3 separate regions of the Mus musculus genome follow, and regions 1 and 2 are each linked to region 3. Evidence: chromatin contacts called from public Hi-C and HiChIP or PLAC-seq data. All regions are on one chromosome and are shown on one strand. The core of a region is the stretch at or near the end of the contact, and the rest is flanking DNA. Distances in the headings are between cores, read along the strand shown.

Region 1 (2,700 bases), core at 200-2,699, 250 kb before region 3:
CTGTCCATACTCCTTGGCGTACAGATGCCATCTTCTGGAGGACGAGACCAGGAGGCAGGGGCTACGGCAAAAATGGTTTTCAACAACGAGCCCAGGTCCTTGGCTCCATGCAGATAAGCTTGCCTGGCTGTCTATGGGCATGAGGGCAAGAGAGCCCGGCAGGGACACTCTAGAGCATTCCTGAACAGAGGATAGCCCCATCGCAGGTGGCTGGAAAGCCGTGGCTGCTTTACCTCTCTTCAGTGCCTGCAGACATCAAGAACCCCTCCAGATACAGGTGGCAAATGTCCCATTCAATGCTACCACAGTGCCGTGTGACCACTGAAGGCAACCCTTTTAGGTAAACCGTGAGATTCTCACTAAGATCTTCGAGGGAACTTGTGTATGTATCATTGCACATATGTTCCAGTACATGGGCACAGGTGTGTGGGGATGGAGTTTTCTTCAGTCACTCTATACAGTGAGACAGGAACTCTCCCAGAGTTCGCCAGTCAGCTGGTCTAGCTAGCTGTCTTGCTCTAGGTCACCCCCTGTCTCTGCCTCCCCAGTGCTGGGACGTACAGGTGGCCATCACACACGTCCAGCTTTTACATGGGTTCTGGTGACAAAAACTTTGGCCCTCACCTGTCCACAGCATGTGCTGTGTCCCCCATGCCAGTTCCCTCCTGCACCTCCCCCAACTTCTTTTTAGAATGGACCCCACTGTGGACATGATGGCAAGCTATTTGGAGTCCCCTTCCAGAAGACTATGAGCAGGGTTCATGGGCACAGTCCCTGGTAAGGATACCCGCACTGTTCCTCCACCTCCCTTAAGTCTAGATGTTATCATTGTAGCCTCAGTGGCTGCTATCCTGAGCCCAGTGACACCCTACAGGATGCCTGTCCCCAGGATGCCTGGTAGCCTTCCCAGTTAGTGTTCTGGCCTCTGTGTCCCTTCCTCCTGGTCCTTCTGCTGCCACCAGCTCCTAGTGTCCTTGACACCAGGATCATCACTGTTAGGATTCTGTCCAACTTGGGACCAAAGGCCATGTGTTGGGGCCCCAGGGATCACACTGAGAGACTATGTAAGTGGGTACTGCGGGGCAGTGGGGTGCACTGGTTCTGATCTCCGGCGACCTCTGATCTTTGTAAACTCACAAATGTGCTCAGGAGCCTGAGGAGGCCAGAAAGGAGACGTCTCAGGGGTTGGAGGCTGGGCAGATGGCAGGTCAGGTGGGATGGAGCTGGGCAGAGACTGGCCTCCCTGCTGGAGAAGGTGACGTGGCTGTGCTTCCTGTGGGGCCTGTGGAGGCTTCCTCCAGGGCTTCTTAGGTAAGACGGCTTCCTGTGCACTCGTCTCAGGCCATGAAGTCAGCCCTCCACATATCTGGCCTGAGGACAGAGAAGGCTTCCTCTTTGGGGAGTGAAAAGGAACGTGGCCTCCCAAGCTTCAGGAAGGAAAGCCCTCACTTCCTGGTGAGAGGGAACAAACACGGCAGGCCTTGACTCCAAACCCAGAGGAACACGTCAGAGCCTGCCGCCTGGGACAGAGACAGTTGGCTGGCCTAGTCCTGTGGCTGTGCTTGCCGACGTCCTGACCTTACGATGGAGGCAAGCCTGTGAACGCCATGGGGGTAGGAAAAGCAGAGGATTTTCCTGGGGGTCACTTGGAAGCCTAGGTCTAGATGTCTAAGCCGCTGTGCCCTGCAGAGCCTGGCTCCTGCAGGTGCTCAGAGATCCATGTTCAAAGACTGTGAGCCACAGGCACGCTCTATGCTCTTCCGGGGTGGCTCTGTAACCAGCAATGGCTCGCACCGGGAGGAGTCCACGGAAGCTGGGCCTAGTCCTCTCACTCTGCCTCAGTGTACTGGCTGGGTTTGTGTGTCAGCTCAACACAGGCTGGAATTATCACAGAGAAAGGAGCTCCAGCTGGGGAAGTGCCTCCATGAGATCCAGCTGTGGGGCATTTTCTACGTTGGTGATCATGTGGGGAGGGCCCCTTGTGGGTGATACCATCCCTGGGCTGGTATCTATAAGAGAGCAGGCTGTGAAAGCCAGGGGAAGCAAGCCAGTAGGTAACATCTCTCCATGGCCTCTGCATCAGCTCCTGCTTCCTGACCTGCTTGAGTTCCAGGCCTGATTTCTTTTGGTGATGAACAGCAATGTGGAAGTGTGAGCTGAATAAACCATTTCCTCCCCAATTTGCTTCTTGGTCATGATGTTTGTGCAGGACTAGAAACCCCGACTAAGACACTCAGCCGTGTTTCTAGAGCTTTTGTGGCTAGACCCTGGCCTTGGGTATGAGCAGCCAGCCCTAGCTTCTGTCCCCTAACTGGGGACAGGCACTACAGGTCGCTTGGTATTCACTGTTGGGAACGTAAGTGTGGACTCTCTGCTCTCTAAGGACCTCTTGTTAATTCCTTTGGAGCTTCTGACAGACAATTGGAGAAATGACCCAGCTTCCCTCCTGTTCCACGTGGCAACAGACCTGAAGTGTGTCTACTTAGTGTCTCTGAGGCTCTGATGGGGTAACCTGGTCCTGTTCTGTCCTTCTTTTCTCCCTCCCTCCCTCCCTCCCTCCCTCCCTCCCTCCCTTCCTTCCTTCTTCTCTTCCTTCCTTCCTTCCTTCCTTCCTTCCTTCCTTCCTTCTTCCCTTCCTTCCTTCCTTCCTTCCTTCCTTCCTTCCTGGGGGCCAAGGCTAGGGATCTGCTGTACATAATC
Region 2 (2,700 bases), core at 91-2,590, 170 kb after region 3:
AGCCCTGACTAAGACAGTTCGTTTCTTGGATACAGTTCCAGATTGTGAGTTTACAGTCTTTTTCCTTCCCCTAGGCTTTACTGCCTTGCTTCTGGCCTGCTATGTACTGTCAGCTCTCAGAGTCTCATCCCTCAGCTCCTTAGCACCCTCCCTGCTTTGCTTTGTTATCCTGGAGATGGACCCCACCCCACAAAGGTTTTCTTCTTTGCTTGCAGCCACGGAGCTCAGATCTGCCACTAGAGGGAGCAAGAGTCACACCAAGGATGACGGGGCTCTGGCTTCTAAGTGCTGCCTTTTCTGGGCTTCTGTCTGCTTGCCTGCAGTGACTGCCAGAGCTCTTAGTTGAAGGGATTCCAATGTGGGTCTTGGTTGTCAGCTCTTTGACAGTCCCACCATCCCATGTGACATGGCCACTTCCAGCACACAGGATGCTCAGGGTCCTCAGCATCTAGGCTCAGGACTTCTTTGTGCCTGTCACCTACCCTGTGATGGTGGGTATACACTGAGAATAGGGTGTCCTGCTGCTTTGTTTGTTTTTCGAGACAGGGTTTCTCTGTGTAACTCTGGCTGTCCTGGAACTCATTTTGTAGACCAGGCTGGCCTCGAACTCAGAGATCCGCCTATCTCGGCCTCTCAAGCTGGATTAAAGGTGTGTACTACCACTGCCTGGCTTGAAGCTTTTCCTTGATCATTTGTTTTCTGTGGTTTAATCTCTGTGTGTATGGTGTGTGTGTGTGTGTGTGTGTGTGTGTGTGTGTGTGTCTATTTGGGGTTTCCTGATTATTGTTGAAGGTAACATTTTTGTCAAGCATGGGACATCCCCAGCTCCTATCTATTTCTGTAGCTCTGACTCTGGCTGAGTTTGCCAGTGTGGCTGGCTTGCTTTGGTGACTTCCAAGCCTCTGCTCCTGGCTTACCTTCAGGTTTCCTTTTCTGCTGTGCCTCAGGTTGGGTAGATTTCAGTTGACTGGCCTGCCCTTGTGGCATCTAAAACACCGCTGCTCAAGGTGAAGGCTTTCTGTCTTTCAGTTTTGACCTAAGCCTTCCATTTCTCCAGCAATCGTAATGTAAAGCTTTAAATTCATCGTGTGCACTGGGATGTGCGAGGACTTCCGCTTGTTCCATCATCTGTGTCATCTCTACATCTTTTCCTGGGGATTGGTTGTGAGGGAGAGGGAGAAAGGGGAGAGACAGGGAGGGAGTATGTGTGTATTTGTGGGTGTACATACCTTAAAAGTTTCTGATTGTTTCTGTGTATGTGTGTGAGTGTGTTCCATTGTGTGATGGAGCTTTCTAGAGACATGCTTCTCCAAAATGGAGAGGTTTTGTGTAGCAATTTCCTGAAGATAAAACATTCTGTCTTAGAGGAAGCTTGCTTACAACACCAGATGTTCTCTCTCTCTCTCTCTCCATGTGTATGTGTGTTTCTGTGTATCTATATATGTGTATGTGTGTGTTTCTGTGTGTCTATTTGTGTGTGTATGTATGTGTTTTTGTGTGTTATATGTGAGTGTTTCTGTGTGTTTATATATATATATATGTGTGTGTGTGTGTGTGTGTGTGTGTGTGTGTATGGGTACTTCTGTGTGTCTCTATTTAGGTGTGTGTGTGTTTGCAGGGATACTCCTTAAGGAAGTAAGCAATGTTTCAGGAAGTCCCTGAAACTGACCAGATATACTAGGCCTCTACCTTTCCCAGCATATAACTTATAAGGACTAACTGTGCAGTGGTGGCGCACACCTTTAATCCCAGCACTTAAGAGGCAGAAGCAGCTTGATCTCTAAGTATGAGGGTAGCCTGGTCTACAGAATGAGCCAGAGCTGCACAGAAAAACCCTGTCTTGAGCCCTGCCCCTCAAAGATTTATAACCTATAAGGGCTGCTGACAGACATGGTCAGACAACCTGAGCTTACCAGAAGAGGCTCAGGCCAGAGAAATCTCTTGGAAGAAACAGGCATCAGTAAAGATGCCTGCATAGGCTCAGATCTCCTAAACTGACCACAGGAGACAGTCTCCACCCTGACAAGCTGCTTGCAGGCTGTGCAGCACACTGCAGATTTCAAGACTCACCCATGCTGGATGTGGGCTTCGGTGATGCAGCTGTCTTTGAGTCATTTCTGCTCCTGCAGTAACCCCAATCAAACTCACCGGCTCACCATGATGGCTTTGGTGGTGTCCTTCCTTACTTTGGGTTGCTGTTGGTACCCCTTCTGGGGTGCAGAGCCATCCGTTCACATTTCCCAGGAACAGTCTCACAACAGGGGTCAGTAACAATCTTGGGTGTTGGTCTTCTGTGTTGTTTGACTCAGGGTGTCTTGGTTCAAGGTTGCTTTCTGTGCTTGAGCTGGCTCTTGAGTTTCCAGAGTGTCTGTCACCAATCTTCCCAGTAGAGGCAGGCTGGGGTTACACACGTGTGCACTGCTGTACGTGGCTCACACCTGGCTTCTGGGGACTCAAACTTAGATAGCTAGGCTGGCCCAGCTGGCACTTCATCCACAGAGCCTCCCAGCCTCTAAGTACGTTCTTTTAATACAGATACTTTCAGTCACACTGTCAGATTTGCCCATGGTTCCTCAGGATGACGTTATGAGAGCTAGCTCTCTCCATTCACTCTTGCTTTAACGTGGCTAGCTGGCAAGCATGGAACAGGAAGGAGGGCCGGGCGGAGAGATGGTCTCCCGTGAAAGCCACGGGACACGA
Region 3 (2,700 bases), core at 117-2,616:
ACAAAGTGAGTTCCGGGACAGCCAGGGCTACACAGAGAAACCCTATCTTGGAAAACAAAACCAACCAGACAAAGAAACAAAACAAAAAGTGGAAAGATGCCTGTATACTTAGAGCCTTGGGAGCCATAGAAGGCCACCAACAGGAATAGATGTCACCAGGTCTGTATTCTTTTAAACTCTCTGTCATGTCAGCTGGAGCAATATTATACCAGCTGTATTAGTTACTTGTAGTTGAGGGAGAGAGAGCCCAGTGATACAATGCATGGCGAAGTATGAAGTGGTTATCCCTGCCCTCACAGACATACCCAGAAGCCTCTTCTCCATAACTCAGAAAAGTGGATTTAAACATTACACCAACCAAGGCTCGGGATGTCATTCAGTTGATAGAGTGCTTGCTTAACATACAGCATCATATAAACCTATTTGGTAGTACACACTGGTAACCCTAGCACTCAGGATGGTAAGAGATTCAGAAGGATCAGAAGTTCAAGGTCATCTGTAGCTGTACATAGTAGCTATGTAGCCTGATGCATACACAAGACCATCCCATGGAGAAACAAAAAACAAAACACGCTCAATAAAACAAACATCGTAGCAGCCTGTGTCTATATATGTGTCACAGGGCTTATTCTTCTAATGTCTCCAAATAAGAGATAAATAGATGTGACAGGGGAAGATGAATGGGTGAGGCATGGATAGTTGGGTAGCTTAATTAGTGAGGGGTGAATGGGCGTGTGGGAAGAAAGAAGGATGAACAAACTAATGGTCTGGTGGACCTGATCGGGTCATTCATCCTGGTTCCAGTAACCAGGTTAACTAGTGAGAGCCTGTGAGGAGACCCCAGCTTCCCACAACCCTCTTCCACGGTTCGTCCTCGGATGGAAGTGGCTCTATAGCCAGAGAGAGCAGATAAAGTCATCCAACCAAGATGACCCCGCAGCCTGGGTCTCTGCCTGAGATAACGGAGATTAGGCTCTGCCTGGAAATTTGGTGACTTGAAGGTGAGCCTTGTGACTGTGAGGATGCTGTGGTTTAAGGCCCTCCAGGAGGCCGGACAGAGCCCCTTATCTACAGCTGCACTGGTGGGAGGCCTGGGACAGGAGGGCCAGCAAGGGGAGAGGGCGCGGTCCCAGCGGCGGGAGCGGGAAACAGCGGTGCTGAGCACGCGCGGAGCGGCTGTCCACAGCCTAAGCCGCAAGCAATGCGCGGGACCCGCCCGGGCGCCAAGGAGTGCGCAGGCGCCAGGGTAGGGGCGGAGCCTCCTCATGCTCTTCGTCCCGCCCCCGCGCTGGCAGCACCTTTCCCAATTGGACAGAGTCGCTACGACGGGTGGGGAGAGCGTCGTCGCGTCGGGTGACGTCTCCGGAGGGACGTCGGCGTAGTCGGCAGCGTCGGCTGCCGTGCCTGAGTCGTCCGCTCGAAAATGGCGGAATACTTGGCCTCCATCTTCGGCACCGAAAAAGACAAGTGAGTAGGGCCGGCCTGCCGGGACTTGGGCTGGGGAGGCGACGGGCAGCGGGTGCCGGTCGAGGCAAGCGGCGGTGACGTCCAGGCGTGGCGGCTGGCTCGGGCCTGGAGACCTCGCGCGGCTCGGCGCCGCCGCCTCGTGGGCCGGGCGGCGGGACTGGCGGGCGGCTCGGGCTGGGCCTCGGCGCCTCGAGCTCCACCGCGGGCGCTCCATGCCGGGTTCTACGCGGGGCCCTGCCCCACGCCGCGCTCCCACTGCTGCCCGGGGCTTCTGTGGCGAAGTAACACGTTTCTTGCAACTTTAGGCTTTGAGTTATCGTGTCGGAAGTGCTGTGGCCCCGTCCTCTCTAGCATTCAGTGCTGGGGCCGACCTTTGGGAGCGGTTTCGACCGAATAAACCTCCTGCCTGCCTAAGCGTTGGCGGACCCGCCTTTCTTTTTAAATTAAGGTTTGCATTTCCGTAGCCAACTGTTAGGGTAAGAGGAAAAGGAATAGCAATATTCCCGCCTGTGGTCGTGTGCTGCGAGGCACATACTCATTTCCGCGTGTCGGCTGAAATTTAGGTTAAGGGGAATGTCTTCGGACACTTTCAAGGATAATTCCTACTTTGAAAACCTAAGGATTTAAGTATCTGGCTTAATCTGCTTCCAGTAAGTAGTCACCATCTTTATGTTTCTGAATCTTGTACAAGGTTTATGCAGATGTCAGTCACGGTGGTAAGCGTTTGCAATAGATAACGTTTTTGGTGCCACATTCTCACTCTTAAAATGTTCTGTTTTCCAGGATGGAGGCTGTCCGATCAGGCACCTTTATACAGTCTTCAGTGTTTGAAAGAGGGGATGTTTCTAAAAGTCTCATGCCTGAATCGGCAGTCACTCAAGAGACATTTAATTGGATGTTAGGTCTAGACCAGTCTTGGAGAATCAGCTGGAATAAAGTCTGGGTTCTCAGGAAGTCATGGAGGAAGGTTGTGCCTTGTGTTAAGGATGACTAAAATACATTAAAGGGACTAGAGAGATGACTCAGTGGTTCAGAGTGTGAACTGCTCTTGAAGAGGCCAGTAGTGTGGTTCCCTGAATCCCCTTTATTGCAATCTGATGTCCTACAACCACCTGTAGTGCCAGATCTTGGGAGATCCATTGCCTCTGGCCGCCACGGGCACCCCTCCCCCTCCCCATATATGTAATTTAAAGTAAAGCCGTTAAAGTACTTTTAAATCAACACTCAAAAGCC

Evidence for each region. Hi-C and Micro-C count contacts between places; a contact is called where the count stands out from the background. HiChIP or PLAC-seq counts read pairs in DNA pulled down with a chosen protein or histone mark.
Region 1: a contact with region 3 is called in a Hi-C map of bone marrow-derived macrophages, with 22 read pairs. The contact joins the enhancer-like site here to the promoter of U2af1 in region 3. A contact is called at or near these places in 13 of 39 promoter capture datasets (the C10 cell line, cranial neural crest, embryonic stem cells and 6 more), 3 of 484 Hi-C or Micro-C datasets (the C2C12 cell line, bone marrow-derived macrophages and muscle stem cells), 2 of 115 datasets of contacts at active chromatin or transcription factors (the HPC-7 cell line and memory CD8 T cells) and 4 of 9 other capture datasets (adipose tissue, embryonic stem cells, liver and 1 more).
Region 2: an H3K27ac HiChIP or PLAC-seq map of acute myeloid leukemia shows a contact between it and region 3, with 3 times the contacts expected there. The contact joins the enhancer-like site here to the promoter of U2af1 in region 3. A contact is called at or near these places in 6 of 39 promoter capture datasets (the C10 cell line, cranial neural crest, liver and 3 more), 3 of 15 datasets of contacts at CTCF or cohesin (CD8 T cells, embryonic stem cells and pro-B cells), 24 of 484 Hi-C or Micro-C datasets (CD4 T cells, CD8 T cells, the N1E-115 cell line and 10 more), 8 of 115 datasets of contacts at active chromatin or transcription factors (the HPC-7 cell line, acute myeloid leukemia, double positive thymocytes and 4 more) and 4 of 9 other capture datasets (adipose tissue, liver, macrophages and 1 more).

Annotation. Positions count from the first base shown.
Region 1 is chr17:31,904,665-31,907,364 of GRCm38.p6, reverse strand. No RefSeq gene overlaps it. Among named protein-coding and RNA genes, the nearest start is that of 2310015A16Rik, 6.4 kb to the left of the region's middle. Within about 2 kb of position 1,449, at least 130 of the 459 cell types and tissues checked have an H3K27ac peak or open chromatin away from gene starts, as enhancers often do. A contact at or near this core is called in the HPC-7 cell line, adipose tissue, bone marrow-derived macrophages and 1 more, where this site is marked.
Region 2 is chr17:31,490,226-31,492,925 of GRCm38.p6, reverse strand. No RefSeq gene overlaps it. Among named protein-coding and RNA genes, the nearest start is that of Wdr4, 21 kb to the left of the region's middle. Within about 2 kb of position 1,340, at least 22 of the 459 cell types and tissues checked have an H3K27ac peak or open chromatin away from gene starts, as enhancers often do. A contact at or near this core is called in acute myeloid leukemia, where this site is marked.
Region 3 is chr17:31,657,420-31,660,119 of GRCm38.p6, reverse strand. It overlaps U2af1 (U2 small nuclear ribonucleoprotein auxiliary factor (U2AF) 1), which reads left to right and starts at 1,366. Exons shown (of 8, transcript NM_024187.4): 1 at 1,366-1,467. The coding sequence starts at 1,424.